Regions from separate parts of the Sus scrofa genome. Here regions 2, 3 and 4 are each linked to region 1. The links are chromatin contacts, called in public Hi-C, HiChIP or PLAC-seq and promoter capture Hi-C maps. All regions are on one chromosome and are shown on one strand. The core of a region is the stretch at or near the end of the contact, and the rest is flanking DNA. Distances in the headings are between cores, read along the strand shown. Region 1 overlaps COL4A1 (collagen alpha-1(IV) chain). Region 2 holds the start of CARS2 (probable cysteine--tRNA ligase, mitochondrial). Region 3 holds the start of NAXD (NAD(P)HX dehydratase). Region 4 holds the start of RAB20 (ras-related protein Rab-20).

Region 1 (7,830 bases), core at 2,769-5,268:
CACCCTGGGGGGGACAGCAGACAGTCACTCTCGAGGCCGGGCAAGGTGTCAGGACGCCAACTCAGACACCATCAATCACCCTGTCCTACCCTTCGGGGTGCTTCCTTTGTTGGTGAAAATTATTTTCCTAAAAATTGCTACCAGCTGTATGGCACAAGCCTGTCTCATGATGGAAGAAATACATTTGAGAATAAAATGAATAGGGAAGAGAATTAATATTAGCATTTTTCTTATTTGCTTTAGTAAGAGACTGTAGGTGAGAAATTCAGTGTTTAAAGCAATTTTGGAATAAAAGTCTACGAGAAAAGGCATGATGGTGTCTTTCCTGAACATGAACTGTGGGAAAACTGTGTCTCCTCACCAAATACAGAAAGATGCGAGACAAGTCACTTTCCAGCTCTGGCAATAAAACTCTGTTCACAGGACAACCTCTCCATGTGCAAAGCTAGGTACAGAGACACCAAGAGGAAGGTCCCAGTTCTAGATGTACCTTTGTCCCGTTGCATCCCGGGATGCCTGGGGGACCCGGGGGCCCATCCTGGCCAGGAATACCCTGTAAGTAACAAAGTGAAAAAAGAGCCAAGTCAGAAAATCACTGATGGTGCCACCACTCGCAACCAATGCCTTAGGAGGGAAGCAGGTGCATCTCATATACATACAGGAAGTCCTGGGTTTCCAGGGTAACCAGATGCTCCTGGGGGTCCCTGTAGGGTGGAAATGAAAAAGTTTTCATTGTGCGCAGGAGAAAACCTCACTTCCTCCCACTGTACCCACGTGGCTGAGGGGGCTGGACCCTAACTGCGGGCCTTGGAACATCTGCCCTAAGCGGGCAGAGCGTCCCGGGGAAAGACTTCTCAAGGCCCAGCCCAGGGAGGCAGGCGGCCTGGAGTTTCAGAGGCAGCTCAACATCAAGGCTGATGATCAGTTACTTCTAAAGTCAAGGCTGCACACCCACAAAATAACTCTGCCCTCTTCCCATCTTTTGTCATTTCTAGGAGAAAGACAGACGGACAGACAAAGTTGTGTTAAATGCACAAACAGTTGGCAAGAAGAGTATATGGCATGAATCGATTCACCGCGAGAAGAAAATCAAAGTTATTATGAAGTAGCTCAGATCTTCTCCACCCCACACGTCACGACGAACCCCTGCCTCCTGCCCTAAGGGCCCAGGGATGCAGGTTCTCGGGCACGCTTCCCTTTCCACGAGATAACAGTGACAGAATTGGAAGGCTTACATTTCACCGGGTCTTCCTATGTTTCTACCTCCAAGCTTGCGTTTCCCAGGAATGGGAGCAGCAAAGAAAGCAGAGTGTGAAGAAGGAAGAGGAAGTTTAGCTCTGAAAACTTCACCGCCTTTCACGGTAAGTGAAGGCATCTCTCTGACGACAGGTACGCGTCATTCCCCCCCCCCCCCGCCCCAATTAAACCCTTGAGGAAGGACAGATGGAGAAAACGCTGTGAAAAGGACTGGGAGGAGGAGAGCAGCTCTGGGCCCAGGACTGGAGGTCAAGGGCACAGGCTCCACCCATCCCAGGTCCTGGGGCCCCGCCCCCGTGCTGTCTGAGCTCCTGTCTGAGCTCCAAGGAGAAAGGTGGGGGGCGGGGGGTGCACAGAGAGAGGAGGAGGAGGGAGGGACACCCCAGGACTGTCTGCAGGCGGGAGGGTAGGCATAAGGAGCCCGACCCCAGAGGCATCGCTGGATCCCATCCCGCCCACAGTCGAAAGCGCTTTAATGACCCTGGTACTCACTCTTGTCCCTTTAGTGCCTGGCAGTCCTGGTTCTCCAGTGTCACCCTGGAACACACAGAGATGCCACGGTGACCACCCATCAGAGCAACAACACAGACCATCTCACAGCCCCCCGCGCCCCCCCACCACACCCAGGACGGCCAGCTCACCTTCTGTCCTGCGGGTCCCTGGGGGCCCTCAGGTCCCTGCATTCCCGGAAACCCGATGACACCTTGTAATCCTGGGAGGCCTCTTTCTCCCTGCGGATGAGGAAGGAGGACGTCAGACCAAGGACAGGAAAGAAACGGAGGAGAAGACTAGAAGTCAGCCTCTCGGAGCATCGCCCAGCACCCAGCCTGCCGCGAGCATCTGGAGAAGACGCCGCCAACGCTTCCCTGTCTCGGGAGACATTTTCCTGCCATTTCTTAAGCTTCTCCAAGGGCAGGAGTGCCCCTGCGTGTCCCCAGCGTGACACTTCCTACACACCGCTTTCTAAACGCTAAGTGGGTCCTTGGGTGAGTACGACGACAGACTGGTGAGGATTTTCTTCACCAAATTGCTCGTGGCCTCATTTGATGAGTGGAATCTTCTCGCCATCAGCAGACGCGGGGCTGAGACTGTGAGCAGATGTCATTCAGGCCTCCCATTAGCAGGATTGTGGGCAGAGCCCTTGGTGGGAGCTTCACCCCGAGATGCTGAGACTCCCTGTTCCATCCAGAGCCTGAAAGGCTTTCACGAGCTTCTCTAAAACGTGTGGGAGTTTATTGTGGGCGTGGGGGTTGCAAAGGTCTCTGCCCTTGTGGAGCAAAAAGAAATAAAGTTTCTTTTTAAAATAGTGAATGTTATTCGGGGACCACACAGGTGGCGGTAATTCGGAAAGATGGGGGGACTCCAGGCCCTGAGCTGGCCCTTAGGAGATGTTCCCGGACCAGGGATGGAACCTGAGCCACAGCAGTGACAACACTGGGTCCTTAACCTGCTGTGCCACCGGGGAGTTCCCAACCTCAGCTGATTAAAGAGCAGCAGGCATTGTGGAAGCCACAGGCAGGGGTCTCCAGTGTCCAACACTTTGCTCACAACCACGTTCGTTCAAAGCAAAGAGAAACCAACAAGCTACACATCACATAACACAAACATTTACGCCGCAAACAGCACATCACCAAAAGTTGCTTAAAGCTTTGAAACGTGGCATAAATGCAAGGATGTGGGAGAGAAACTCCCAGAGTTGTCCTTTTCTCCAAACCCAAACCCCTCAGCCAGTCCTGGTGCTTGCTGGTGAATTCAGCACCTGCTGCCTTTTTTTTTTTCCCCTTTTGGCTTTTTGCTTTTTAGGACTAAACACTCAGCATATGAATGTTCCCAGGCTAGGGGTCAAATTGGAGCTGTAGTGGCCAGCCTATACCACAGCCACAGCAACGCCGGATCCTTAACCCACCGAGCAAAGCCAGAGATCGACCCTGCGTCCTCATGGATCCTAGTCAAAGTCATTACCACTGAGCCACAATGGGAACTCCCTGCTGCATTTGCTCTGATGAGAAAATGGGCTTCTGAACTTGATCTCCAGCCACTTCGCCTCCCCAGATTGGGCATTTTGCTGGAAGCGGAAGTCAGGAGGCTGGAAGCAGCGTGTGAATAAATGGGAGCGGATTAAGCCAAACCCTAGAGGCTACCATCGCGTCCTAAACGGAGTAAAGAAAACTAAGGAGTTCCCGTCGTGGCGCAGTGGAAACGAACCCGACTAGGATCCCTAGCCTCACTCAGTGGGTTAAGCATCCGGCGTTGCCGTGAGCTGTGGTGTAGACCACAGATGCGGCCCTGATCCCTCGTTGCTGTGGCTGTGGTGTAGGCTGGCGGCTACAGCTCTGACTCGACCCCTAGCCTGGGAACCTCCATATGCCATGGGGGTGGCCCCACAAAGACAAAAAAAAAGAAAGAAAGAAAACTAGGCGCGGCCCTTTGGCACAGCTCCTTGGACCAGCTGCATCCAGGGATCAACCAGGAAGAACAGATGCTCGCGTCCCCAGAGCCCGGCCCAGGACTTGACACCGAACGCGGGCTCCTTCTCCCCGAGGCCTGCGACAGGGCTGGGAAAGGAAGACATCCTCAGACCAAGACGCGACCAATGCAAAGCTCCTCAATACACTGTCCCTTCACCTAAAATCACAACAGACAGAACTGCACAAACTCCTGGCGCTGGAGATGGCTTCTCACGGGCATCACACGCACCGCCTCCCTTACTCGGACGTGGGAAGGTTCTACCCAAAATAGACCAGAGCTGAACGGCACACAGCTGGCTGAAAAAGAAGTGAGCCCTGAATCGCGTATCCTCGGATAACCCGACGCGAGATGGGAGGACGCGTGAAAGGCACGTCAGCAGAAAAGCCTCCGGTATCGTCCCGAGAGTCGGGGCAGATAAAGATTTTCTAAGTCTCTTTTTAATCGTGGAATGCATGGAGACCCAGAGCCAGATGAGCTGATTCCTCCAAGTTTCTCACTGAGTCAGCATGAAAGCCAGAAATAGAAAGGAGGCCAGCTTCCCCCAGAGCTGGTGTTTTTTTCTAGGTCACTAGAGCAAGCTGGTTCCCAGCGAATTTTCAGTAATTCACCAGCATCGCATTAGCCCCTTTTATGTCCATTTCACAGATAGGGAAATGAGGACTCCAAGGCTTTACTGACGCGTCGCATGTCACTGGGTGACCCCTGTGTGCTCCTGGGAACAGACGCAGAACTCTGAATTCCCAGTGGGAGCTCTCACCGCGAGGACACATTCCTCCCCGAATGTCAGCGGAACACTTGAGCAAGCCCCGTATCCCAGGAGTTTTGAAATTAAGGAGCTAGAGGAAGTGACTCCTCTATGGACATGGATCTGGCCGCCTCACACATATTTTTTTAACTTTCCTCATCTTTTGTTCAGACAAAAGTACACACGATTAGTCTCATACCCTGGACCCCGTCCAGGGCTCTTCTGGGCAGCAGGGCAGGGCACACAGACAGGATAAGCATTCAAACAGCAATACAATTAGCTGGCAAACACAGGCCAAGTGATGCCGCAGCCTTGCAGCAAATCTCCACGACGGGCAGAGGGAAAGCAAAGAGCTGGGCAGGTTGTGTGAAGGTTCTCCCACCAGGTCTTTCTAAGCCAGACTCTGCAGCTGCAAGAGCGATGCTACAGTCGTGACTGCTCGTGCGCCGGGGTTGCTGGGGTTCGAGGCAGAGCGTGCAGTTAAAACAACTGAGAAACAGGACCCTTTCGACACCTCTTTGCCATGAGATCCTGGAGGCAAGAGGTCCACGGGGACGTGGTGGCCAGAGCAAAGCCCATGACCACTGTCGTCACCGCAGCGAGAATTTCAAGTGGGGAGTGAGAAGGGCTTCCACAAACGTGTTTTGATGCAACCACATTGACTAGTTTTATTCCAGAAGGTCAGTGCTGTGTGCTGTACTAATTAAAAAAAAAAAAAAAAAAAAAAAAAAACTTATGTCCCAACAATGGAATGATTATCACTGCATCTTCCAAGGATGAAAGTCAGAATTGGAGGAGAAAAAAAATGCTATAAAGATGAAAGAACGCAGCCATGGTGAAAAATCTGGGCATCAAAATTAGCCACTCTAAATTAGGCAGGAAAGAGAGTTCCATGCATGCAGCAACATAAAATTTTTACATCATGTATTACGTAGAGAAGGACAAATCTTTTTTAAAAACCCATAAAAGATGGGAATAAAAGGCTTTTTATACTATCTAATTATTTCCCCTCCTCTTAAAATCCGTGCTTAAACAAGTTCAGATGGAACCCGAACACCAACCCTGGTCCCCTTTGAAGCTTCGTCAAGAATCCAAATCCAAACAGAGTCCCCAGGGTCGCGAGGCTGAGTGTGTGAAACGGTTCTAAGGATGGCAGAGGAGACACCGTTACCAGCAACAAACCCTGAATTATCACGGATCCAGCATCAGCAGGCTTCAAAATCTTACTGTCTCTTTTAGTCAAACTTTGAATTAATTTTTCAAATTTAAAATCATGGAGTTCCCGCTGTGGCTCAGCAGTAATGAACCCCGACTGGTATCCATGAGAATGCGCTCAGTGGGTCAAGGACCCCGCGCTGCCGTGAGCTGTGGTGTAGGCAGCTCGGATTCTGTGTTGTTGCTGTGGCTGTGGTGCAAGGGCCGGCAGCTACAGCTACAATTTAACCCCTAGCCCGGGAACTTCCATATGCCACACGTGTGGCCCTAAATAGCAAACATAAATAAATAAAATCAATTAAGACACTACGATAACGGATGTTGACAGTGGGCTGAGGTCCAAAGGAAAACACCGCCCAGGCCCTGGGCTCCCCCTGGACGGGGCCCGACTGTGACAGGCAGGACCACCTGTCCCCAGGCCCGAGGCTTGCCCATTAGAGAGGAGAGCACAGCCAGCAAAGGATGCTTGTTGGACAGGATCTGCAGTGGGGTTTCCACCTCTCAGAAATAAGGATGTTAAAGGCAGCGCAAAGTAAGTATTTATTCATTCAGCATTTAGCACAAACTCTGAACTCAATAAAAGTGGGTAAATGGACGAGGATCTAAGCAGAAGCGGGACATGAGCTCAGCGTCAGCTAAGATGTGAGCTCTCTGTGCAGCCACTGTACAGTGCGGTGGCTGGCAGGACGGGCTGCTGGGTCCCCTTTTTCCAGTCCAGAGCCCATGGGCACCATTAGAGGCTGGCCCACGTCCACATCACTGGTCAGAGAAGAGACCGGGGCAGGGAGCTGTGGGCGGGACATCCCAGCGGATCAGCTGTTTCTTTCTGTCGTCCGGGGCCTGGAGAGGTCACTTTCCAAGGAAGGCTGCAAACCACTGAGGGACGCAAGCATTTCCATTTGGAGCCAGAGCTGCCCGAGCGTCAGCGACGGCGAAACGATGTCAGATGGTGGCTCGTGGTCAATGGGTGACTTTGGGACTGAGCCCAAGATCCCACAGTCCAGCTCCTGGAGCCCAGCAGCAGCGAGGGCTCGGCAGCACCACTTCCTGAATTCCGATGCTGCTGGGGAAGGCGTGGGAAGGCTGCGATTGGGGTCACAGGGTCGTGGAAAACTCCTCGACGAGGCCCCGCTGTGGCCCTTCCACACCGTGGAGCCCGACGTGGTGGCAGAAGCATTGCCACTGCTGCAGGCTGAACACACACAACCAGAACCCGGCCAGGCCTGGTCTTCCCCAAAGGAAGACAGGAACACTGACTCTCTGCACCACATGAGACATGTGCCTGGATTCTTGAAAGAACGCATGGGCTAAACATTTTTTTTTTAAATCGTTTTACATGGATACCCGCGGCATATGGAGAGTCCCGGGCTAGGAGTGGAATCGGAGCTGCAGCTGCTGGCCTACACCACAGCCACAGCAATGCTAGATCCGAACCACGCCTGTGACCTACACCACAGCTCACGGCAACGCTGGATCCTCAACCCACTGGGCGAGGCCAGGGATCGAACCTGCATCCTCATGGATGCTAGTCGGGTTCCTTAACTGAGCCACGCTGGGAACTCCCATGTACGCTAATGTAACGTAGACGACATTTCTTTGAATATAAGGAGGGCGACTGTTTCCCGCACCCGTCGGCGTCCGAGGCTCCCGCTGGCCGCGCGCCGGTGTGCACCCAGGAAAGCGCGACCCATCGCACCCCCGGAGCCCGGCGCTGCCTTTTCTATCTTCCTCCCCAAACGCGCACGGTCTCTCTCGGGGCTCGGCGGTGTTTGCTTTGAGAGAGGAGGTGCAACGAGGAGTCTCCGTGTCGCTTGTGCAGGTCCCCATGAGACGTGGGGGCGCCCGCGGAGAGCCGGGCCAGTTACCCGTGGGGAGGGGGGGAGAGGCTCGGGTTTTCCTAGAAACGAGGACGCTTCCGCATCGTCACACATCCAAAGGATGAGAAGTACCATAAAGGTGTTAAAAGTCTCCTTGAGCCGTGGCCTGGGTGGGCTCCCAGGTCCGTCGTCAGGCTGCCGGGGACTTGTTCCTGAGACTTCAGAAGCCGTGGGCCACCGGGCTTGTGGGATGAATGGGACAGAGAGCCGAAGCTTGGGAGAGGGAGCTGGCCGTCCGCCTAGAAAGTAAAACCTCTGTCCGCCTGC
Region 2 (7,830 bases), core at 2,381-4,880, 350 kb after region 1:
CGGTAAGGAACCTAGCGCCCAGGAGGACGAGGGTTCAATCCCTGGCCTCAGTGAGTTAAAGGATCCTCCGTTGCTGTGAGCTGTGATGTAGGTCGCAGAAGCGGCTGGGATGCGGCGTTGCTGTGGCTGTGGTGCAGGCCAGCAGCCGCAGCTCAGATTGGACCCCTAGCCTGGGAACTTCCATATGCTGTGAGGGCGGCCCTAAAAAAAAAAGACTCAGGAAAGCGTTGCTGAATTCATCTTGGATGAAACCTACCTGTTGTGCAGGTAGAAGGGAATTTGGGCAGTAAAGCGTCTGATAGAGAAAGCTCTGATCCTGATACTAGACGTGCCAGTGAAAGAAGAAAATGAACCAAGGCTTCACTGCCATCTGTGGAATTCAAGGAAAAAGCCTGAAGTTTTTGGAAACTGCTTTAGTAAGTCTGAAGACCAAATCCTGTACACCAACCTGGATAGCTGGCATGTTTTACTTGGCCCTGAGAGATCATGATTTTTAAACTAACAATGGAATCTTCTGTCCTGTGAAAACTGGTCCTGTAAGGGGCTCAGTCCTTAGTCTGCAGCAATTTAGCTTTTCTAAAGTCTTGGGGGAATCTTCAAAGATCAACACATCCATTATTTAATGATGGCTAAAACAGGACTCCTCCTGCAGGTCCAATATTAAGGTAAAGTGAAAGTGACTGGGAAGATGCATTAGCATCTACACCTAGAGAGAGAGTAGAGTCTTCGGAATTTGAAGTCGGAACAAGGAAGTTTATTAAGGTTCTATACCATCATGAATGCCATTTCTTACTCCTGAATGACAACAACAACAAAACGTAGTTCTCAGCATGGCATTTTCTTTTAAAGCAAAATTTTGTAAATCCAAAGTACAGTAGGTAGGGTAGCATATTGTTCAGGGCATTGCAGGTTTGAGATAAATGTACTAGGATTTATATTTTAAGCACTTCAAAACAAAGAATTGTATGTTCATCTCTTTTATTCCCATAGGTTTGAGCATCTCCATTAAAACTAGAAATACCCTTTTCCATAGTGGCATATTTAAAATGCCCGATCAGGAGGTCTCACTGTGGCCCAATGGGATCCCCCGAGTCTTGGGAGTGCTGAGATGCAGGTTCAATCCCCTGCTCCACAGGGTGGGTTAAGGATCCACTGTTGCCGCAGCTGTGGCTTAGGTAGCAACAGTGGCTCAGATCTGATCACTGGCCTGAAGACTCCATATGCCAAGGGGCGACCAAAAAATAAATTAATTAACTTAATTAAATGACTGATCACCATTAACTATATTTTACTACTGGTCCTCTAACCTTGTCCAGAAAACAGTAAGTCATTGGTATACATTTTAAGAACTTTGTAAAGCTAATCAAATATTTTCTGACTTTTTAGCCCAAGGGGTAAATTAAATGTCTTGTAGCCATTATTCACCACTGCATTCCTAGTGCATAAAAGACATGGTAGACAATCCTAAATACTTCTTGTTGAATGAATAAAAAGCTGTTGTGTTTCACACGTCTGTCAAGTCCATGAAAAAATGAGAGGAATCATTATTGATATGACATCTCCATGTGCCTCCAGGGCAGCCAAAAAAAAAAAAAAGACATGACATCTTGATTTAAAAAAAAAGGCAAAAAAGAACCTGGAGTTCCCGTCGTGGCCCAGTGGAAACGAATCTGACTAGGAACCATGAGGTTTTGGGTTCGATCCCTGGCCTCCCTCAGTGGATTAAGGATCTGGCATTGCCATGAGCTGTGCTGTAGTTCACAGACAGGGCTTGGATCCCTCCTTGCTGTGGCTGTGGTGTAGGCCGGCAGCTGTAGCTCCAATTAGACCCCTAGCCTGGGAACCTCCATATGCCACGGGTGCAGCCCTAAAAAGACCAAAAAAAAGCAGAAACAAACAAAAAAACCTCCGGGATTTCCCATCCTGGCTCAGCGGTAACCAACCCAACTAGTATCCAGGACAACTAGGATTCGGTTCCTTTCCTGGCTCAGCGGGTTAAGGATCCGGTGTTGCCCTGAGCCGAGGTGTAGGTCGGAGACAGGTCTGGGATCTGGTGTTGCTGTGGCTGTGGTGTAGGCCTGTAGCTGTAGCTCCAATCAGACCCTTGGTCTGGGAACTTCCATATGCCACAGCTAGTCATTAAAAAAAAAGAAAAAAACAACAGCAGGAGTTCCCCATCGTTGTGCAGCGGAAACGAAGCCAACTAGGAGCCATGAGGTTGCAGATTCAATCCCTGGCCTCACTCAGCGGGTTAAGGATCTGGCGTTGCTGTGACCTGTGGTGTAGGTCACAGACGCAGCTTGGATCCTGCGTTGCTGTGGCTGTGGTGTAGGCCAGCAGCTACAGCTCTGATTCAACCTCTAGCCTGGGAACCTTCATATGCCACAGATGCAGCTCTAAAAAGCAAAAAAACAAAACAAAACAACAAACACTCCAGCTTGATGGTCATTGGGAAGGGTAAATTATTTCTCACCTTTTTTCTTTCTTTTTTTTTTTTTTTTAACAGCTGCTGGCCTACACCAGAGTCACAGCAACACCAGATCCGAGCTGCATCTGCAACCTACACTACAGCTCAGGGTCACACCGAATCCTTAACCCACTGAGAGAGGCTAGGGATGAAACCTGGACCCTCATGGTTCCTAATCGGACTAGTTTCCACTGCACCATGACAAGAACTCCACCTTTATTTTTTTTTTTTAATTTATTTTTAGTTTTTTGGCTTTTTGCCATGTCTTGGGCCGCTCCCTCGGCATATGGAGGTTCCCAGGCTAGGGGTCGAATCGGAGCTGTAGCCACCGGCCTACGCCAGAGCCACAGCAACGTGGGATCTGAGCCACGTCTGCTACCTACACCACAGCTCACAGCAACGCGGATCCTTAACCCACTGAGCAAGGCCAGGGATCGAACCCACAACCTCATGGTTCCTAGTCAGATTCGTTAACCACTGCGCCACGACGGGAACGCCCACCTTTATTCTTAAATTCAGATAAACACTACTCATTTTAGAGCCAGTGAATGCAAGGATTAAAAGAACCTCTTTCTTGTTACTGTACTTTAAAATTACGTATATGCGTTTCTCCTATGCAACGTTTACTCTATTCCATATAGTCTCTTCGTTGCCACATAGTGTCACAGTATTAAAGCCTTTTAAGCAGGCTAGTGGCCAATAAATGAAACTTTACCTATCATTTGCTTTACACTGGGCCCAAGCTGGAAAAGTGTGACTCTCTAAGTAAAATAACCACTTTCCCAAATATCGAAGTGAACGTTTCCTGATGTGAGGGTGCGATGAAGGGGTAGAATGAAGATCAAACCCATTTACCTCAAAGTTTTACTCCTACTCGTCGTTTATCACCGCAGCAGCGTTCCAACCCATTTCCAAAGACGACCAGCCCAACTTAGTCTGCACTGACAGCCACATCGCGGACTGCTCTGCAGATCGCTGCTAGGGGCACTGCGGATCAAAACCTATTTTACAAACACTGGCTCGGTCTGAATGACACTGAGTAATTAAGAAACTCTCCCGCGGTCTTGGTTGTCACGACACTGTTCTCCGGACACTCGGGAACTCCACCAGAACGTGATGAACCGCAGAGCATCGATTCAGTCCCAGGGGGAGCGGCCACGGGCAGCAGGGCACCCGGAGCCAGGCGAACCCGCCCACCCACCCGTCCGAGAGACGCAGCGCCGCCCAGGCACAGAGGCGGTAGGGACGTCAGGGGCCGAGGCCGAACTACCTGACAGGGTTAGAGTTGGCGACACGACACCCGCCAAAGGACAGGGCAGGACAAAGGAGGCCAAACGAGTCCTCCGAAAAGCACCAAGCGCGGCGCAGACCCGCACGCCGCGGACAAAGCGGGGGAGGGGGCCACGCCCACAGGCGGGGCCTCGGCCGGAAGAGGCGGGCCTCGCGCGGCCCCGTCGTCTAGGCAACGGGGCTCCTCGGAAGCCCAAATCCAGGCGTTTAGGGCGGGGAGGAGGGGGAGGGGGGCCCAAGGCTGCACAGGGAGAGGCCCCCGGGACCCGGGCGCCCGGACGCTTGCCCCACCACGGCTTGGGTGGTCTTTCGAAGTGGGGGCGCGGACTTTAAGAGAGGATTCCATGGCACATGCGGGAAGGGGTCGGGGTCACCTGCCCTCTACGGGGACCCGGCCTGGCGAACCGCTCCCCTCTCGGGTCCCTTTGTCTCCAAGCCGCTCGGCGCTGGGCTCCGGCCGGCAACACAAAGGGCGGGCGGTGAGGACCGCGCAGGCGCGGGAGCCGCCGAGGCTGCCGGGAGTGGTGGTCCGACTGCCGAATGGTAGGTCTCCGGCGCGGGCAAATGGGCCTCTTGGCCACACAAGTACGCATGCGCAACCACTTCCGTCTTGCCGGGCCAGCCTGGTCCCTCCGCCCCCGGAGGGACGCGGGTTTCTAGTAGTAAGAGCCGAGGGGGAGGTGTCCGTGATCGCCCCGCCTATTCTTTCTCCTGATTGGGCCGCCGGGGTGAGGGCGGAACCTGGATTGGCCCTCGAGGTTGCCAGTCTGTTCCGGGCCGTACTTATTTCCCGGCTGCGAGGCGGGATCAGGAGTGTGGGACTGAGCAAAGGGAAGGAGATGGTGACCCGGGATTGTGATGGTCCCGAGGCCGGGTCGGTTCCAGAGAGCTCTGGGCTATGCCACCTGCCTCTCCCGCAACACCCAGCGGCCATGCAGCCCCGCCCAACGCACTTTGCCTGCAAGTGCGAAACTCCCACTAAAGTTTTCAGCTCGCCCGCTGCCCCTTGCCCCCGCGGCCCCTGCCCCGGCAAAAGTGACAGACAAAGCCACACCCCCGTGCGGCGGGGCCGGTGAGGGGCGTGAATGCGGCGGGGGCGGGGCCCACGGGGGAGGGGGCGGTGGGGCCAGGACGCATGCGCGATGCAGGGGGCCGAATGTTTCCCAAGTGTTTGAAACTGGTATTTGGGTTTTCCACGTTGGACAAGTGCGGCGCGGCGGGCGGCGCGCGCCCCTTCCCGCGCTCGCTCGGCCCCGGCCCCGGCCCCTGCGCCGGGGTGCGCGCCCGCACGCCCGCCCGCGCCCGCCCCGCGCCCGAGGCCGCCGAGCTCCGGCCCGGCCCGCCAGGCGCCGGTCCCCGGGCCCAGGCGGTGCAGCTCGCAGATGTAGCGGCGCGGGGCCGGCCGGAGGGGAGGCGCCGGCGGGCGGGAGCCTTGCATTTTGCAGCGCTGGGCTCCGAGGGGGCGGGGGCCGGAGGAAGCGGAAAGCCGCGCCGAGTCGCCGGGGACCTCGGTGAACCATGTTGAGCCCTGCCAACGGGGAGCAGATCCACCTGGTGAACTATGTGGAGGACTACCTGGACTCCATCGAGTCTCTGCCTTTCGATCTGCAGAGAAACGTCTCGCTGATGCGGGAGATCGACGCGAAATACCAAGGTACGGCGGGATGGATGGGCGGGGGCGGCTGCTCCATCCCCGTCGGTCGCGGCGCGCCGCGGGGCCGCGGGCCGTCCTGATCCCCGCTTGGGGAGCCTCGATCCCGCGGCGGGGCCCTGGCCGGACAGAAACAAAAGGTCTGGAGCGTCTTTGATTTGCGAAGGTCCTTGTGCGCGAAGCCCGGACACGGAGGAGGAAGAAGGAACGAGAGGTCTCAATGCCAGGCTGCGCGAGCAAAGCGCTCTTTGTAGTGAAGTGACGAGGCGGGGTGCTGCGGGGGAGGGGGCGCAGGGGGCGCCGGCTGAGGCGCCGAGGGAGGGATGTGCAGCGGTCGCTAGCTAGGGGCTCAGAGACGGTGCTGCGCGCAGGGCTGCTGGGAGGGCAATGCGGGCGAGGGGTCCGCCGGCCCTGCTCGCCATCCCCGGAACCACCTTCACTCAGTCCCGAATCTGAGTGTTACATAAAGTCCGGGGTCGGTACTCCGCGTGGTGCAGCCCCAGTCGCCCCCACCCAGCCCCCGGCCCTCCCGCGGTGCTGGACACGGAGCGAGGGCCGACGTACGGGGGGCGACGCGGCCGGGTGTAGTTTGCGGAGGGCCAGGGCTTTATTCTGTGCGTGCAGTGGTCAAGGGGAGGGGAGGGAAGGGAGGATGGGGCGAGGAAGTCGCCCATCTGTGCTGTGCTCGGGGGGCGCAGGCAAATATTGTCGACTTGGAGAGGAACATGGCAGGGGAAGAGGACCTGTGGGTCGTTCTCTGCTGCCTCGGCCGCCCAGAATGCCGGAGAGAGACGGAGGGTTCGGGTCCGCTGGGAATTGCTGGCTGTTGGGGAAACTTTCCTCCCAGGTCAGGCATCGCATTGGGGCTGTGTTTGGAACGTGGATAATCACTCCGAGTTTACTAATGTTTACAGGACTGCGCAGCAGGGAAACGGAAGAGTGGGGGGAGGTGGAAAGCCACTACATGCCCCACAACAGACAAGACTCACGCGAGGAAGGCGCCCCTGCGCGCTCTACCCGAGGCTTTGCTTCGCAGCGACTTTTATAGGAGGCTTATTAGCATATTGTGAACGTTCCCCCTTGGCCTTCTGTGATTGGCCGTGGCCTCTCCCATGGAATGTCCTTATCAGTCCGCTGCTGAACCATTGGTTGCTGAGCCGGATGAGGGCGGGCCTTGCGCAGTTACTGGCATAGATCTCTGTTTCCGCTGCCTCTTTTTTTCTCTTTCGTAGAGGGGCGGGGAGGAGGGAGGAGGTCGAGTTGATTTGAACGTCTTCAGGTCGCCCGGCCTCCGGCCCTGCATTGGTTATTGGTGCTGCTGGGGCGGGCCGAGTTCTCTGACCCTGGGTTGTGATTGGTGCCCCACCTGGCCACCGCCCTCCGGTCCAACGATTCCTACTGGCAGTGGCTGCCGGGGCGGGGCGCGCCTCCCACTGGCCGCCTACCCATTGGCGGGGCTGAGCCAGCCTCGCCCCCGCCCCCCACCGACGCGAGCTTGGCCCCTTCCGCCGCGGAGTAATGGCGGCGCCCGGGGTACAGGGCAAAGCTGGCGATCCGTGTCGCTGGGATTGCCGAGGGCGCAGGCGGGGCTCCGGGTCGGGTCCCAGGGACCCGCGGGTTCGGCCTCGCGGAGCAGCGGACGCGTGAGTGACCCGGGTCTGGGGCTGCTTCTCGGTGGTCGGTGTCCCGGGACGAGAACTGAGTGGCCCCCTGTGCGCTGAGCTGGGAGAAGGCTTGCGGGGTGGAGAGACGAACGCGGGGAATTTCGGGTTTTCTGGGGCTTTGTGGAATTCTCTCCAGCGCTGTTCGCTAGCACTGTTAGGGAATTTCAAGATGACGAAAAAGTTTATCCTTAACATTTTCTGGCGTCCCCGTCAGTATGCCCCTAAGGCTGCTTTCTTACTGCTGTCCCTACCGCAGGAAGCCGGTTTACTGCTGCAGAACCAGTCTCTTCAGTCGAGTTAATGCATAGTTGGTGCGTTTTGGTTCATTCGGAGAAAATCAGTCCCCCTCCCACCCAGGTGCACTTTGAAGCCAGTGCCCCGAGTGAGCTGCAGAGCCTTCCGTCGTGATAATAATGGTAGTAATATTATCGTAATAATAGTTGATAATTTGGTTGCCATTTACAATAAATGTTGAGATACACACCATATTTCCAAAAAATTAAGCCTTTTTTTTTTTTAAGGGCCGCACCCGCGGCTTATGAAGGTTCCCAGGCTAGGGGTCGAATCGGCGCTGCAGCTGCCGGCCTACGCCACAGCTCAGGGCCACACAAGATCCTTAACCCACCGAGGAGGCCAGGGATGGAACCTGCGTCCTCATGGATACTAATTGGATTCGTTTCCACTGAGCCACGACGGGAACTCCTGGGTTGCCAAACTTTGGTTAACAGTATTTGCTTAGTAAACATCAGTTGGGTGTT
Region 3 (7,830 bases), core at 3,942-6,441, 290 kb after region 1:
CACCAAGAAAACTCAAGCGCAAACATCCCAGAGGAAAATATGCCCTGACATGTTGGCTGCGGGGCACGCACTGCACGTGCTGAACTTTCTCTTGCTCAAACCTAACCTACTATTTTCCATTTGTTTAGGTTCTTAATATCCCAGAGATGTACTGCCCGACATGGTAGACCCACATGCCTCTTTACTTTTGTTCGTTTGTTTGTTTTTAGGGGGCTGCACGTGTAGCACAAGGAAGGTCCCAGGATAGGGGTCGACTTGGGGCTGCAGCTGCTGGCCTACACCGCAGCCACGGCGGCTCTGGATCTGAGCCGAGTTTGCAACCTACACCATAGCTCACGGCCATGCAGGATCGAGGCCAGGGATCGAACCTGCCACCTCATAGATACCAGTTGGGTTGGTTACCACTGAGCCACAATGGGAACTCCCTATTTACATTTAACTTATTAAAATGTAAAATTCAACCCCTCCATTGCACTGGCCACATTTCGTGGACTCAATAGACACCCGTGGGTAGCAGCTACCTACACAGAGCGAGGACATTTCAGCATCACAGAGGCTGGGTAGACACCACTGTGGACGCCTCAGTTCCCAAATATGTTACAGCTGAACATGTCATGAGACGATGCCACCCCAAAACACGCCGCTTTGGCATGAAGATTATTTTCAGCTGAAGGCAATTAAGAAAGTGCTGACACAGGGCCGCCCTCAGCCCTTATCAGGGGCTCCCCTTTCTCCACCTGGAAGGGAAGGGCAACCTTTATCTCCAGAGATGGCAGCAGTGGTGCTTGAACTAAGCCTTTACTGAGTAACCCGCACCTCACTAGCTTCCCTGAACAGTTGCCTTTCCACCCCGAAGGCCCAAACCCGGCTTCCTTTTTCTGGCCATTTCTCCATAATTTATCACCTCTTGTTAAAACGGCACATAAGCCCTCCACCCCTAATTGGACTGCCTGTTGGGGTCTTCATTTCTTTTCTATGAAGTTCTCCCTTCGTGGCAGAAAAATTAAAATATTAACAACAAATAAAATTCGTAGGTCTTGTCTCCTGTTAATCTGTCTGTTGTCAGTTTAAATCTCAGTCTCCTGCCCCAAAAGGGCAGAGGAAAAGATTTTTGCCTCCGTTACCCAATCCGCAGAGAATAACTGAGAAATAGGGGCTAATCCTAAAGAGAGGCTGGTCCCTTGGAGCTGATGGAGCCTGTGTGTCTTTTTTAAATTTTTTTATTTTTTTGTCTTTTTGCCATTTGGGGGGCTGCTTCCCGCAGCATATGGAAGTTCCCAGGCCAGGGGTCGAATCGGAGCTGCAGCCGCTGGCCTACACCACAGCCACAGCAACACGGGATCCGAGCCGTGTCTGCGACCTACACCACAGTTCACGGCAACGCCAGATCCTTAACCCACTGAGCAAGGCCAGGGATGGAACCCACACCCTCATGGTTCCTAGTCGGATTCGTTAACCACTGCGCCACACTGAGAACTCCCTGGAGCCCGTGTGTCTTAAGCAGAGAGAAAATCCACGGAATGAAGTCACCAGACTCCCAATCAGGTGACCTCACCTGGCCACCCTTCCAGTGGGTTTCTGTGTGTTTATTTTGGAGAAAAACTCAATGAACAAAACCATAGGGGAGGGAAGTTCCCGTCGTGGCTCAGCGGAAACGAATCTGACTAGTATCCATGAGGATGCAGGTTCGGTCCTGCCTCAGTCAGTGGGTTAAGGATCTGGGGTTGCCTCGAGCTGTGGTGTAGGTCACGGGTACAGAACGGATCCTTCATTGCTGTGGCTGTGGCATCGGCTGGCAGCCATAGCTCCCATTCGACCCCTAGCCTAGGAACTCCCATGTGCTGCAAACAAATAAACAAACAAACAAACAAACAAAGTCCATATGCTGCAGACAAAAAAGAAAAGGAGTTCCTCCATGGCTCGGTGGGTTAAGAATTAGGTGTGAACAACAATACAAACCACCACCACAAGGAGTTCCCACTGTGGCCGAGCAGTTCAGAAATCCAACTCGTACCCATGACGATGTGTGTTCGATCCCTGGCCTCGATCAGTTAAGGATCCAGAGTTGCCGTGAGCTGTGGTGAAGGTCCCAGACACAGTTTGGATCTGGTGGTGCTGCGGCCGTGGTGTAGGCTGGCAGCTGCAGTTCCGATTCAACCCCTAACCTGGGAACTTCCATATGGCCCAGGTATGGCCCTAAAAAAGAAAAAAACAGAATAAAACAAAAAGAATTAGGTGTTGTCACCGCAGCAGCTAAGGTTCCATTCCTGGCCGGGGAGCTTCCACATGCTGTGGGCATGGCCCCCCAAAAAGTCAATAAAGATAGAATATAGTCAAATACATCACTAGATTAACCACATATGTTTCTGGAGGTGACACAGAAACATTAAAGTTTATAATTTTTTAGTCACAAAAACTATGACTTGGGTGCCTCTCCTAAATTCTCAAAGCTATTGTGGAGGAATTAGATTTTTTTTTTTTTGCTTTTTAGGGCTGATCCCTCAGCATATGGAGGTTCCCAGGCTGGGGGTTGAATCAGAGCTACAGCTGCCGGCCTACACCACAGCCTCAGCACAGTGGGATCTGAGCCACGTCACAGCTCACAGAAATGCCAGATCCTTAACCCACTGATAGAGGCCAGGGATCGAAACTTTGTGCTTATGGATGCTAATCAGATTCACTTCTGCTGAGCCACGACGGGAACTCTGGAATTAGATATTTTATATCTAGATTCAACCTAGTATTTTTTTTTTTAGGGCTGTACTTGTGGCCTATGGAGGTTCCCAGGCTAGGGGTCAAATCGGAGCTGCAGCTGCTGGCCTACACCACTGCCAGAGCAACGCAGGATTGTTAACCCACTGAGCAGGGCCAGGGATTGAACCTGTGTCCTCATGGATGCTAGTCAGATTCGTTAACCACTAAGCCCCCATGATGGGAACTCCTGGTACTTTTTTTTCTTTATATTGTAATTATATAAGAGGTTTTTATGGAAAATGTGGGCCTTCTAAAGTCTCTGAAGTTAGAGCTATCAAGAAAAGTCTATCACTTCATTTGTTAGTGGTTGATACCTAAATAAGTGTGCAAATGTACATGCACTCACGTGCACACACACAACTAGATATTTTATCCTGCTCAGCCGAACTTCCTGAATAGGGATGAGTAATGTGAATTCCATGATCGCAGAGGCAGGCGGGTGCGGGTTATTTGGCAAACGTAGGGAGAAAGGATGGAGAAACACGTTCTTGGGTTTTACGTAGCAGAAAAGGAATAAGAACACTCAATACAGTGGCCCTGTAAATGTGACAAGTATAAGAAGAGCTTTCGTCATTTGAGACTTTGATAATGATTCTGTTCCTTAGCCTCATCAAACTGACCGATGAGAAGGGGTTGTAGTGAAATTACAAAGGTCAGCCTTCACCAATGGCCTGGCCCAGAGTCACCACTGCAACCCTCCTGCTGAGGCAGCAACAGCCGATGGAAAAAGAGTCTTCTCCATGATAGCCAAGCCAATCAGTAACAGCCTCTACATTTTAATTGATTATTTTATTTGTGGTTTTAATCATAGCAATCACAGAGATGAGATGACAATTTTCATGCCTGACAATAGGCACCTCTGAGTTTCTGCATTTTATTTATTTATTTTTCTGTCTTTTTGCCTTTTCTTGGGCCGCTCCCGCGGCATATGGAGGTTCCCAGGCTAGGGGTCTAATAGGAGCTGTAGCCGTCTGCCTACGCCAGAGCTACAGCAACGTGGGATCCGAGCAGTGTCTGCAACCTACACCACAGCGCCACGACGGGAACTCTGAGTTTCTGCATTTTAAATAAGCTCCCAGAAAAACTAAATCTGTTTAAGCCTGACTGGTTTTCTCTTAAGTCTGAAAATAAAGACTTGCTGAGGTTCCTGCTGTGGTGCAACAGGATCACACACGCTGGACAAAGGAAAGATTCTCATCCTGGGCAGGATGGAGCAGGATGGCGTGAGATTTCATCGTGCTACTCAGAACCCTATGCAGTTTAAAACTTACGAATTGAGGAGTTCCCCTCGTGGCGCAGTGGTTAACGAATCCGACTAGGAACCATGAGGTTGCGGGTTCGATCCCTGCCCTTGCTCAGTGGGTTAACGATCTGGCGTTGCCGTGAGCTGTGGTGTGGGTCACAGATGCGGCTCGGATCCTGCGTTGCTGTGGCTCTGGCGTAGGCCAGGGGCTACAGCTCCAATTGGACCTCTAGCCTGGGAACCTCCATATGCCGTGGGAGCGGCCCAAGACCAAGAAATAGCAAAAAGACCAAAAAAAAAAAAAAAAAACTTACGAATTGAGGGAAGGTAATGGAAAGTAAGGCACCCAAGACCTCAACGAGAGGGAAAGACTGTGTTATTTCACAGGTGATGTTGGGAAAGGGGAAGGACACTCGGTGGGCGTCCACTTCCATGCTGGTCACCTTTCACTCCCTGTCCTTTGGGCTTTAGAAAACAAATCCTCATAGTATCAGGGGGTTGAGATGTGGAGTCTAATGAACCCAACCAACTTCTTAATTCTTCCCACCACACCTCCAGGAGGCAGCAGTACTCACGGCAACGCGAGATCCTTAACCCACTGGGCGAGGCCAAGGGTCGAACCTGTGTCCTCATGGACACTAGTAGGGTTCATTTCCGCTGAGCCACGACAGGAACTCCCCCAACCTATTACCTTTAAAATGGATAAACAGGGTCCTATTGCATAGTACAAGGAACTACATCCAGTCTTCTGGTAGACCATGATGGAAGATATTTTAAAAGAGTGTATATATGTGACTAATCCACTTGGCTGTTCAGCAGAAATCCGCACACTGCAAATCAACTACATAATCTTAAAACAAAACCAAAAAGACAGCCAAGAATAAAGAAATGATTTTATACCATCCCAAGAAACGGGGAAAAAAGCAGTGTGCGGAGTGGAGGAGAGCGGGAGAGGCGGGGTAGGAATCACTCCACAGAGAACGGTCAGGAGTGGATTTGCACGGAGACGACGGCAGCGGGGCTCAGACCCAAGTCAATGGAAACAATCGCGGGGGCGTGTCCAGGACCGGAAGAGGCCCGGCCGGGGTGGGGCCAGTTGGGAGCCCATTTCCGGCGGCGGCGCGGGGGCGGCCGGGAGACCGGAAGCCGCCCACGGCTGTGGGGCCCGTGGGGCGCGGGGGCTGCCGGGAGACCGGAAGTCCGCCGATGGCTGTGGGGGCTGGCTGCGCGGCGGTCCGCGGCTGCGGGCGAGGTAAGCGCGACTCGGGCCTTCCGGGGCATGGCCACCCGGGCGGGGGCCGGGGCTGCGGTCGCCGGCGCCGCCGTGGTCGCGGTGCTCTCCGCCGCGCTCGTGCTCTACGGGCCGCCGCTGGACGCAGGTACTCGGCGGGGGGCCGCTGGTCCGGGCGGGAGGCGCCGCGCTGGGGCCGGGGTCGCGGGAGCCGCAGGTGCAGGGCTGACCGAGGGACCCCGAGGCCCCCGTCTCGGCCTTGGCTGCTGAGTAGGGCGGACGGTGGGGGAAGAATTGAGGCGTAAACGGGACGAGCGCGCCCGACGTGGAGCCCGGAGGGTGGCTTTCCTCTCCCTCGCCCTGTGATGTGAGACCGCGGACCTCTCAGGCCGCTAAGTAGCCAGCGCGCTGTTAGCTCGCTGCTCGCCACGGAAGGGAGAGGCTGCTGCTTTCCCTCCGTGTAACGCAGGCAGGCGCCGAGCCAGGGTCCCAGCCAGAAGGTAGCTAAATGGTAAAATGCGCTTTTGCTGCGGTCCTTCTCAGAGGCAAGGCGGCAGGTAACTGTTGGGGGCTTTGGGGGTTTGTCCTTTGGCACTGTCGTTAGTTTCAGGGGGTTTGAGGAGCATTGAGGGGTCCCTCTGCTTCCGCACTGAGCACAGTCGCACCAGTTTGGAGATATTTTATTGGTGGCTGTTTGCCTTACATTCACATCGTGTGATTATTTAGCAAGATGTCTCTGTGAGTCCGCTGGAGCTTTCATTACCAGACTGGCTTGCTAAACTTGGGCCGAAAAACAAGTCTAACTCCAGATTACGGACTTTCCTGTCCCAGCTTTAGGGCATCTCAGTTAATTTAAAGATTGCTGTAACCTGTTCCGAAGGAGTTACCCTTCCCAGGAATTGAAAGCACCTTTGGCACAGAAACCTTGTTATCACCGAAAGGTGTGAGAGGTTCTAGAAAACAGCCCACGGTGACGCAATCTGTTTAACGCCCCTCAGCTGCACTTGTTGAAAACAAACAAAAACCAGACAGGTTTGCCCTGTTCTTCCAGATTCAGAATTGTGTGAAGACATTACCTAATGGGACAAATTTTAAGTTGCCTCTTGTCATGGCCTTTTTATCCTTCAGAACTTTGATGTTTACACTTAGTATTTGTTTCTGTGGTTAAGCCCAGATGGTGTCAGTTAGCCAGCTGAAACTTGGTTCTCTGTGGAGTGTAGGGAAAATTTTTAATTGGCCTTTGGCCCTTTCGCTAAGGGTTCTCAGGTGAATGTTACCGGCCGGATGCAGGCTAGCAGTGTGGATTGCACCTTGCATTCGTACAATTCCAATTAAAGCTTAAAATGCTGTGCTTCTCAGCAGTGTTTTTTTCCCCCACATTCCAAATTGGTTTCAGAAGGCATATGAGAAGGATTTCACTTGTCTTTTAGTGGGTGGTATATTTGATTTAAAAAAAATATATATATATATATTTTTTTTTTTTTGCCTGAAAATGGCAGCGTTTTGGTGAATTGTTGTCTCCTGCCCTGGCTTATTCATCCCTAATCATGGCATCTTCACCAGTCTGTCTCTCTGGGCCTCGGTTTCCTGCCTGTAAAAGGCTAAACTAGCTGCCCATGAAGAGAGTGAACCAGGAAGCCACTAATTTATCAGACATTCCCTGAGTGGCTTTTTCTTTTTTGTGTGTGCGTGTCTTTTTAGGGCCGCACCCCCGGCATATGGAGCTTCCCAGGCTAGGGGTCTAATTGGCTGCAGCTGCCAGCCTGCACCACAGCCACAGCAGATCTGAGCTGCATCTGCAACCTACACCACAGTTTATTGCAGCACTGGATCCTTAACCCATTGAGCAAGGCTAGGGATTGAACCCATGTCCTCAGTCAGATTCATTTCCTTTGAGACCCGCTTATTCTGTGCCAAACTCTGTTCGAAGTGGTTAAGGGCGAGAGTCCAGCCCTTAACCCAGTCACAGGTTCGTAAGGAGGCACAGGTAGAGGGGGGTCGTCTTAGGGATGCTTGTGTGTGATGGTGCTTAGATTAACACGATGGTACCTAATAAACCCAAGACATTGTAGGGACCCAGAAGGATCCTTGAGCGACTGGTACGTTTAGATTTTGTCTTTACAGTTTCTAGACTTTGAAAAGCAACTGTCTTTATTGTTCCGGGGCATTTGAAGGAGTGACCATTTCCTGATATTCTTGTATTGACCAGTCTTATTCTACTGGGTATGTTCAAGTTAGAAACAGATTCACGGTAAACACCTTCATGCCCACACACACAGCTCGCCAGTGGGCTGCAGTCTGACTGTAAGAGCTGGGCTTCCTGTCCCACAGCTCTTCCAGGAAGAGACAGGGTGCGGCAGGGAATTTGGTTGGGGTGCAGGTGGGCCTGCGGAGGTTGAGTTGAGAGCTGGTTGCTTTTTTAGCTCAGATGTGCCCAGGTGGCCTGGCCGTCGGGTTGGACCGTGGGCTGGAGCAGAGCAGTCAGCGGCTGGACCGATCATTGAGCCAGTCTTGTGCCTTTTTGTGGCCGAAGGGTTACAGTAGTTCTGTTCAAGTTTTCATCCTATTCTGATCTGGAAGAAAGGGGAGTGGTACTTGGATG
Region 4 (7,830 bases), core at 1,735-4,234, 270 kb after region 1:
TGACCCCTGGCCCAGGAGCTCCAAATGCCGAGGGGCGGCCAAAACGGGGGGAAAAGAAGAATTACCTCCAAGAAAAGATTCACACCTGCCTTTTCCCCCCAGGCTGCCGAGGGAGCCTGGCACCAAGGTGGACTAGGTCCCTGTTGACTCTGAGCCGAGGTCACCCTGAGCGAGTGTACACAGGAGGGTAGCAAGTGTGGAGACAGGCCCAGAGCACCCACTGCCCCAGGGGCCGGCTGAGCTCACATACGGGTTCCGGCGAGAAGGCAGCAGTCTCGGCAGCCAGGAAACGAGTCGCTGCCCCTAGGAGCCAGGGCATCACATCTGCCATACTGCCCAATCCTCAGGGGTCAAGATCTGGGCTACATCACGTCCTTGTCACGGAAGAGCAAAGTGGCTGGCCGAAATGACACTGCTCCTTCACACCTCAGATGCCAAGACGCTTGCTGGGACACCCTGTTCCCAAAACGCCACACCATGTGGTAACAGTCAGCCTCCAGCAGCACCGCCTCGAGGCTCTGAGTTTGGGTCCCCAGCGCCAACCCTGAATTCCTGTCTTGTAACCAAGGACAGCAGTGAGGTCCAACCGTTCATCCAAAGAAGCCTAAGGACCAGCCTCGTAAAAACAGGCAAAGTCTGGGTCGTGTTAACTTGATCTGGTTTCTAAAGCCCTCGTTCCATCATCACCAAACCCTTAGCACGGGAGAGTCAGCTTAAGCAAGGGACCTCGCAGGAACCTCCCTCTGCAGCCCGGAGGCGGAGAACGGAGCAGGGGAGGTACATCTGCACCCGGGAGATGCTGTTTTCACAGTGTGATTGCAAATTAATTAGTCAGGACGTTCACCAGCGCAGACAGAAAAGACAGCAACGGGCGGGGCGGGCCTCTGACAGTGGCCGTCATTAATTCAGTTTTAAACACAGGATGAGTTACATCTTGTTTATTCAGCAGACTGTGCGCCCGAGTCGGCAGTTTGAAAACTCTGGACAGGATCTTCTGGCATACATCTTACTTCTTAAAGTGCAGACATTTAAAAAGTCAGACCTTAAAGTTTCGGGCTTCCAGAAAGTCAAGTTCATTGAGAACAGGCCATACTATTTACAGTTTCTTTACTCGTGGTATCTTATTCCTTTCGTGGGGAAGGAAATATATTCTATTGTAACACCTCATGTCAGTGTAATTTTGTAGAGTTAAACTGTAAGCTTGAAGCAAGATCCTCCAGTAAACTGTGCTTTTGAAAAAGCACAAATATACCACACAATTACCTGCCTTAAAAATGCTTCTACAGGAGTTCCCGTCGTGGCGCAGTGGTTAACGAATCCGACTAGGAACCATGGGGTTGCGGGTTCGGTCCCTGCCCTTGCTCAGTGGGTTAACGATCCGGCGTTGCCGTGAGCTGTGGTGTAGGTTGCAGACGCGGCTCGGATCCCGCGTTGCTGTGGCTCTGGCGTAGGCCGGTGGCTACAGCTCCGATTCAACCCCTAGCCTGGGAACCTCCATATGCCGCGGGAGCGGCCCAAGAAATAGCAACAACAACAACAAAAAGACAAAAAAAAAAAAAAAAAAAAAAAAAATGCTTCTACAGAAAATCACTTCAAAAACCCCATAACGTCCATGAGCCTAGATCAAGCCAATGATAAGTGGGAAATGCAGATAAACTTGGCATTGAGGGAAGAGACCTCAGTTCTGCTTCCTATTTTCCTGCCTAAGCCCTCAGGGAATGTTGGGAGCTTCCGCTTTCTTTTCCTTTCGTCCTTTTTTTTTTTTTTTTTAAGGGCCACACTGGGGCATGTGGAAGTTCCCACGCTGGGGGTTGAATCGGAGCTGCAGGGCCGGCCTACGCTGCAGCCACACCAGATTGGAGCCACATCCGAGACCTACGCAGCAGCTTGCGGCAACACCAGATCCTTAACCCACTGAGCGAGGGCAGGGATCAAACCTGCGTCCTCATGGACACTAGTCTGGTTCTTGACCCCCTGAGCCACAACAGGAACTCCTGTTTTCTCTTTTGGAAGGAGATGTAATTATATCAGCACTGCTCACCCCTCAAGGTGGTTGTGGACAGCAGCTGAGCTCCTGTTGGTGGAAGGACTTAAATGCCTCGGGTTACCACTAGCTGTCTGGGCAGGGGTGCTCTGGAGCCAGATGCCCCTCGGGGAACACAAGTCACCAGCAGGTTCTCTTTGGAGCCAGGGGTGCTTTCCTGGATTGTCACTAAGATGTACCCAGTAGCTAAACGGCTGGTTTTCCAAAGAGCAAAGGGAAGTAGGAGTAGAAAGGGGCCAAGGGGGGCCCCACACTGTGACGAGGGGCCTGATCCCCAAGACTCAGTCACCTGCAGAGCAAGAGCAGGACCCCTGTGTGGGACAGGGGACACCTGCCCTGAGGGGAACTTGGCCCTCGGGCACCCCGCCCCAGGAGGGCCTGGCTCTGGGAGACCCCGCCCCCAGGAGACCCCGGGCCGTTCCCGACCTTGGCCCTGACAGCCGCTTCGCTCAGCTGGAAGCCCCTCGCCCCTCACCTGCAGTGTCCCAGATGGAGATGTTGTAGGAACGCCACTGCTTCAGGTAGAAGGCGCCGCCCACCGTGCTGACTGTGTCCGGGAAGCGCCGCTCCATGTACCTCTGCAGCAGCGACGTCTTGCCCACGTTCATGTCCCCCAAAAGCACGATCTTCCCGTCTGGCTTTCTCATTTTCCCGCAGGAGCCCCCCCCTTTTCCCGTGCCCTCTGCCCCCTGTGCCCGGGGCGCGGCAGGAGCAGCCAGGCTCCCCGAGAAGGCTCAAACTCGGAACTCGCGGAGACTAGGACTCGCGGGGACCCCGAACTCGTGGCGACCCTCCGGTCTGGACGCCTGGGAACGCGGAAGAGGAAGCGCGTGTCCGCGCTGGGAAGGAGCCGGGGACCCAGCCCGACGCCCACTCAAGGTGTCCAGACCGCGGCGGTCAGCACCAGGTCGGGGGCGCCCGGGCCCCGCCCCGCCCCGCCTCCAAGCCCCGCCCCGCCTCCAAGCCCCGCCCCCAAACCCCGCCCACCCAGCCTCCCGAGGCCCGGGCCCGCCCGCGCCCCGCCCCCGTGGACTTGGCCCTTTGGTCGGAAGGTGCTTTCTGCCTGGAAACCTTGGGCAGATTCGGACAGGTGGGAGCCCCGGCTCCCGGGGGCTCGAGCGAAGATGGAGACGGAGTCCCGGGAGGCGGGCCCCGGCTGGACGCCTCGCAGGGACGCGGCCCGGGCCTGCTGACCTTGGAGCCGAGAGTCCCGGCGGGGATGGGCCTCCAGCTCCCTCCCCCGCCCCAGGCTTCCCTCTGGGCCGGACGCGCGGAGTTTTCCAGAAGGGAGCGAATGTGGGACACCACCCTCCGACTGTCAAGGACTAGGAAGGAGCGGGGCTTGCTAGCGTCGTTTTGTTTTGTTCACTTGGGCAAGAAGCTCTTTTCTGAGACGTGAACAGCCGTCGCCACTCAAAACTTTGGAGGGGAAAGTCGACGTGGGCAGTTGCAATGACTGCCAAAGACATCTTTCCTCCTTTTGCTGATGGAGTGAACCTCGAAATGCTTCTTAACGTTCTCGGCGTGTGGGAGTTGGCATTTATTTGGGACAAGGGCGATGCCCTAGTCTGGACACCGGGAGGCGGTGTTTGCTGAAGCCGAGCGGTGTCCTGGGGTTCCGGGCGGAAGGGGAGTGGGGCGCCCTGAGCGGGGGAGGCATGAGGGCGTCTCAGCCGAGGAGGGCCGACCTTGAATATTCGGGGCTTTCTCTGCTTCGAGGCCTTCCCTGTTCCCTGTGGCCTACGCCCACGCCACGAGGCGGAACTCTGCCCACGGTTCCTGCCTCCGTCCCGCAGCACAAGCACCACCCTTCCCACGCCTTTCCGTCTCGGCCCTATCCTGCTTCATTTCTCAGGGCTCTCGAATAAAACCGCACTGTTTCATCTCTGTGCATCTCCCACTCTGGAAACTAAGCTCCATGAGGAAGGGACTTTTGTCTTCTGCTCACCACTCTGCCTGGTGGGGGTCGTCTCGCACAAAACAGCTGCTCAAGAAAGATTTGAGCCAGAACATGGTGGCTGAATTCACCATCCCGGTCTCAGCGGGCTCCGCACCTCCCTCCTGGGTCGTTCAAATTTCCCTGCGGACAGGGAGTGTGTTTTAACCAACCCTGGGTCTCTGCCCACCTTTCTGGGGAGCTCCCTCACTCAGTAAACAGGGGGATGATCCCACAAAGGCAGGTCAGTTGCTTCCTTTCTCGGGCATCTCTCAAGTGCTGAACTGAAACACAGCCCCAGCTCAATCAGGATGTGTTTTGTGTGTAGACAAAAGTGTTCATTAGCTGAATGTTGCCTCCACTCAAAACACTGGTGGCTTCTCATCAGGATTTCAGGGGCAAGGACAGTGCCAGCACATAGCCCAGTGCCTGGCATGTAGAATTCACTGAGCAAGTTCATTTAAAATTTTTTTTGCTTAATTGTCCAGCACTTTGGAAAACTAAATTTAACCAGGAGAATGTCCCCATATCAAATTCCAACCAGTCCTAAAAAAATGCCTTAAAAGACTGCTAGTTGTCTCAGTCCTCTTCAGGAAGCAGGACTGAAGAAGAAGTTAAAAGGTTGAAAGTCTGTTTAAACTATCCACTCATGTGCCAAGTTCAATGTTTATTCTGCCTGCATTTAAACCACTGGCCTAACAGGGTAATCCTTTTTCCAATTGCTTAGACAAGAAGTGCCCAAAGCCAAGAAAATCATGTAGTTCCTTTTTAAAACGATGCCAGCTGGAATTCCCCGTTGTGGCCCAGCAGTCAGGAACCTGACTAGTATACATGAGGATGCGGGTTCGAGCCCTGGCCTCGTTTAGTGGCTCAAAGGATCTGGCATGGCCACGAGCTGTGGCGTAGGTCACAGATGAGTCTCCACTCCTGAGTTGCTATGGCTATGATGTAGGCTGGCAGCTACAGCTCCAATTCTGTCCCCAGTCTGGGCATCTCCATATGCCGCAAGTGCATCCCTAAAAAGATTTTAAAAATAAATGAATAAGAAATAGGAAAATGTGGTTGCTTCTGTCGGATTTTGCAAAGTGGCCTGTCAGTTTATAGGTACTTTGATGTGAAACAATTGTACCTTTTAAACTACTCTCCTCTTTTCTTAAACAAACAAGCAACAAGCTCTGCCTCTCTACAGGTATTCGCTTAGCAGATAGGAATTGAGGCGCTAAGCTCCAAGCCCTGACCTAGGACTAGAGCAGTGAGAAAGACAGCCAACAAAAGAGACAAGCAAGGAGTTCCCACTGTGGCTTATCGGGTTAAGAATCTGACTAGAATCCTGGATGATGCAGGTTTGATCCCTGGTCCACTCAGTGGGTTCAAGGATCCGGCATGGCCACACGCTGCAGTGTAAGTCACAGACACATCTTGGATCTGGCGTAGCTGTGGCTGTGGCATAGACCAGCAGCTGTAGTTCTGATTTGACCCCTAGCCTGGGAACTGCCATATGCCGCAGGTGCAGCGCTAAAAAGAAAAAAAAAAAGCAAAACATGTAGTATCCTAGATGGTGATTAAATACTTGATGGAGAAAATCGGAGCAGAAGAGGTAGACAGAGATCGAGGCCTGGGGATGTCTGCAGGGTTGGATTTTCAGCAAGATGTCTGTGAAGATGAAGTTTCTGGAGCCCTGGAATGAGATCAAGAGTTAAACATGCCCCTACCTGGAGGAAGAAGGGTTCAGGTACGGAGAGCAGTGAGTGCAAAGGCCCTGAGGCAGAAGCCAGGGGGCCGGAGCGGCTGGAGCACAGCGCAGGGGAGCTGGCCACCAGGCCCACGAGGACGGGGGGCAGGTGGCCAGAGAAGGTCCTCAGGGCCTGGGGTCATGACAAGGGCTGCGTCTTGCATCTGAAAGAGGTGGCAGCGTGCCCGAGGCTTCTGAACGGAGGAGATCTGTCCTGACCCCACCTGCTGTGCTGATGTGGCCCTGGGGACATTGGTGACTGGGAGGTGAGTGGGTGTGAGGGCAGGCGTGAGTGTGCAGGTGTGAGTATGGGGTGTCCCGAGCTCGGCAGCCCCCGTGGGCCCCACTGCACGTCTCTGCTGACAGTAGAGAAGCCCTTTTCTCTGGGAACCAGTGGTCTCACCTGGGCGCTCCTGGAAGGAGGCCGCTCTTCTGCTTTCCTCTAAGCCTGGGCTCCTTAGCGTCTGGCCAGTCCCCCACTGTCCTAGTCAGGTCTTAGAACCTGGTTATAAGGAGGGCGTTGCTCAGGCTGGGCTCAGGGTCCCAAAGCCCTGGGCACCTGGGCACAGGCACTCCCTGACCCCACCTACAGCCACTGAGTCTGAATCACTGGGTGGGGAGTTCCCATTGTGGTTCAGCAGGTTAAGACCCTAACAGTGTCTGTGAGGATGCGGTTTCAATCCCTGGCCTCACTCACTCAGTGGGTTAAGGATCTGGTGTTGCCACAAGCTGCAGCATAGTTCTCAGATGCAACTTGGATCCAGGGTTGCTGTGGCTGATATGCCACAGATGCAGCTGCAGAACGAACAAACTCAGGGTGGGCCCACCATGCAGTTTTTCAAGCCCCCCCGTTGAGTCAGAGTGGCTCGAGCCTGACTGACACCCCTGCTCCGGGCTAACACCTGGGCTGATCTCACCAGAGACTCCCCCCCGCCCCCCAGCCGCCGCCGTCAGTCTTGGATCCACAGCCAGGCCCCCCACCTCTGTTCAAAGCAGGGCCCACCGACGGCCCCTCTCACACCGCCTCAGGCCTGGTGATCAACCTGCCTTCCTCCTTCCCTCTCATCTAATACTGGGTCTAACAGCTCCACTTCCTCTTGCGAAACCACGTAAACTTCCCCATCCAGAGAGAACAAGGAACTCTCGATCCGTCGCTTTCGATTTTTCAGTAATTGATCTAATTTTGAAAGTTTTTAAAACACTCTATGTGAAAGTCTTTTCTAAATTGTGCTGATCTGGAGTCCCCGTGGTGACTTAGCAGTAACGAAGCTGACAAGTCTCCACGAGGATGAGGGTCCGATCCCTGGCCCCCCTCAGTGGGTTAAGGATCTGGCGTTGCCATGAGCTGTGGTGGAGGTCACAGACGCGGCTCGGATCTGGCGTTGCCGTGGCCGTGGTGCAGGCCGGCAGCTGCAGCTCCAATTCGACCGGAGCTGGGAACGTCCATAAAGAGACAAAAATCCATAGGTTGTGCTGACCCTCCATTATCACCTCTCAGTCTGTCCGCACTGCAGCCCCGGACGCAGAAGGAGAGGACCAGAGGGGTTAGTCCCCGGAAAAGCATCGCTTTCTGTCTCCATGGATACGCCCACTTGGAGATACTCCACCTCCCACCTTTACATTCCTGTTTTCTCATCCAGCCGATCCCCAGCTCCATCCTCGGAGATGCTGCCCAGGCAGGCAGAGTCCTCCCGACCCATCACACGCCTCGCCTCCTCCTCCAGGGAGCCTGCACCCCCCCGCCACACTCCTGGAAAATGCTGTCACCTCGTCACCAGTGACCAGTCTAGCCACTCGGTCTTCCTACACGTTCGTGGCCTTTGACACTGTTCCCTGATTCCTTCTTGGTGAAAATCTGCCCCCGTGGCCTTTCCACCTTCCCAACGCCACGGCCGCTGCCTCCCAAGGTCTGCCTTGATCGTGAGGATTTGCTTTTTAAAGAAACTCGACGGACGGAGTTCCCGTCATGGCACAGCGGAAAGGAATCCGACTAGGAACCATGAGGATGCAGGTTCGATCCCTGGCCTCGCTCAGTGGGTTAAGGATCTGGCGTTCCTGTGAGCTGTGGTTTAGTCACAGATGTGGCTCAGATCCCGCATTGCTGTGGCTATGGTGCAG

Evidence for each region. Promoter capture Hi-C pulls out the DNA fragments that hold promoters and counts their contacts. A called contact is a pair of places that touch in the nucleus more often than the background predicts. HiChIP or PLAC-seq counts read pairs in DNA pulled down with a chosen protein or histone mark.
Region 2: a contact with region 1 is called in an H3K27ac HiChIP or PLAC-seq map of skeletal muscle, with 3 times the contacts expected there. The contact joins the promoter of CARS2 here to the enhancer-like site in region 1. A contact is called at or near these places in 2 of 5 promoter capture datasets (fetal liver and liver), 12 of 47 Hi-C or Micro-C datasets (embryonic fibroblasts, fetal heart ventricle, fetal liver and 8 more) and 2 of 2 datasets of contacts at active chromatin or transcription factors (alveolar macrophages and skeletal muscle).
Region 3: a promoter capture Hi-C map of liver shows a contact between it and region 1, with 6 times the contacts expected there. The contact joins the promoter of NAXD here to the enhancer-like site in region 1. A contact is called at or near these places in 1 of 5 promoter capture datasets (liver), 15 of 47 Hi-C or Micro-C datasets (brain, embryonic fibroblasts, epiblast stem cells and 11 more) and 2 of 2 datasets of contacts at active chromatin or transcription factors (alveolar macrophages and skeletal muscle).
Region 4: a Hi-C map of liver shows a contact between it and region 1, with 5 times the contacts expected there. The contact joins the promoter of RAB20 here to the enhancer-like site in region 1. A contact is called at or near these places in 1 of 5 promoter capture datasets (liver), 11 of 47 Hi-C or Micro-C datasets (embryonic fibroblasts, fetal heart ventricle, fetal liver and 7 more) and 2 of 2 datasets of contacts at active chromatin or transcription factors (alveolar macrophages and skeletal muscle).

What each region holds. Positions count from the first base shown.
Region 1 is chr11:76,915,668-76,923,497 of Sscrofa11.1, forward strand. COL4A1 (collagen alpha-1(IV) chain) reads right to left here. Exons shown (of 54, transcript XM_021065910.1): 3 at 1,899-1,988; 4 at 1,750-1,794; 5 at 660-704; 6 at 491-553; 7 at 1-4. Among named protein-coding and RNA genes, the nearest start is that of COL4A2, 77 kb to the right of the region's middle. Within about 2 kb of position 4,019, at least 19 of the 83 cell types and tissues checked have an H3K27ac peak or open chromatin away from gene starts, as enhancers often do. A contact at or near this core is called in fetal skeletal muscle, liver and skeletal muscle, where this site is marked.
Region 2 is chr11:77,266,306-77,274,135 of Sscrofa11.1, forward strand. It overlaps CARS2 (probable cysteine--tRNA ligase, mitochondrial), which reads right to left and starts at 3,631. Exons shown (of 15, transcript XM_021065916.1): 1 at 3,323-3,631. It overlaps ING1 (inhibitor of growth protein 1), which reads left to right and starts at 3,967. Exons shown (of 2, transcript XM_021065917.1): 1 at 3,967-4,300. The coding sequence starts at 4,102.
Region 3 is chr11:77,205,041-77,212,870 of Sscrofa11.1, forward strand. It overlaps NAXD (NAD(P)HX dehydratase), which reads left to right and starts at 5,192. Exons shown (of 10, transcript NM_001243422.1): 1 at 5,192-5,249. The coding sequence starts at 5,204.
Region 4 is chr11:77,185,909-77,193,738 of Sscrofa11.1, forward strand. It overlaps RAB20 (ras-related protein Rab-20), which reads right to left and starts at 2,985. Exons shown (of 2, transcript XM_003482931.4): 1 at 2,520-2,985. The coding sequence starts at 2,691.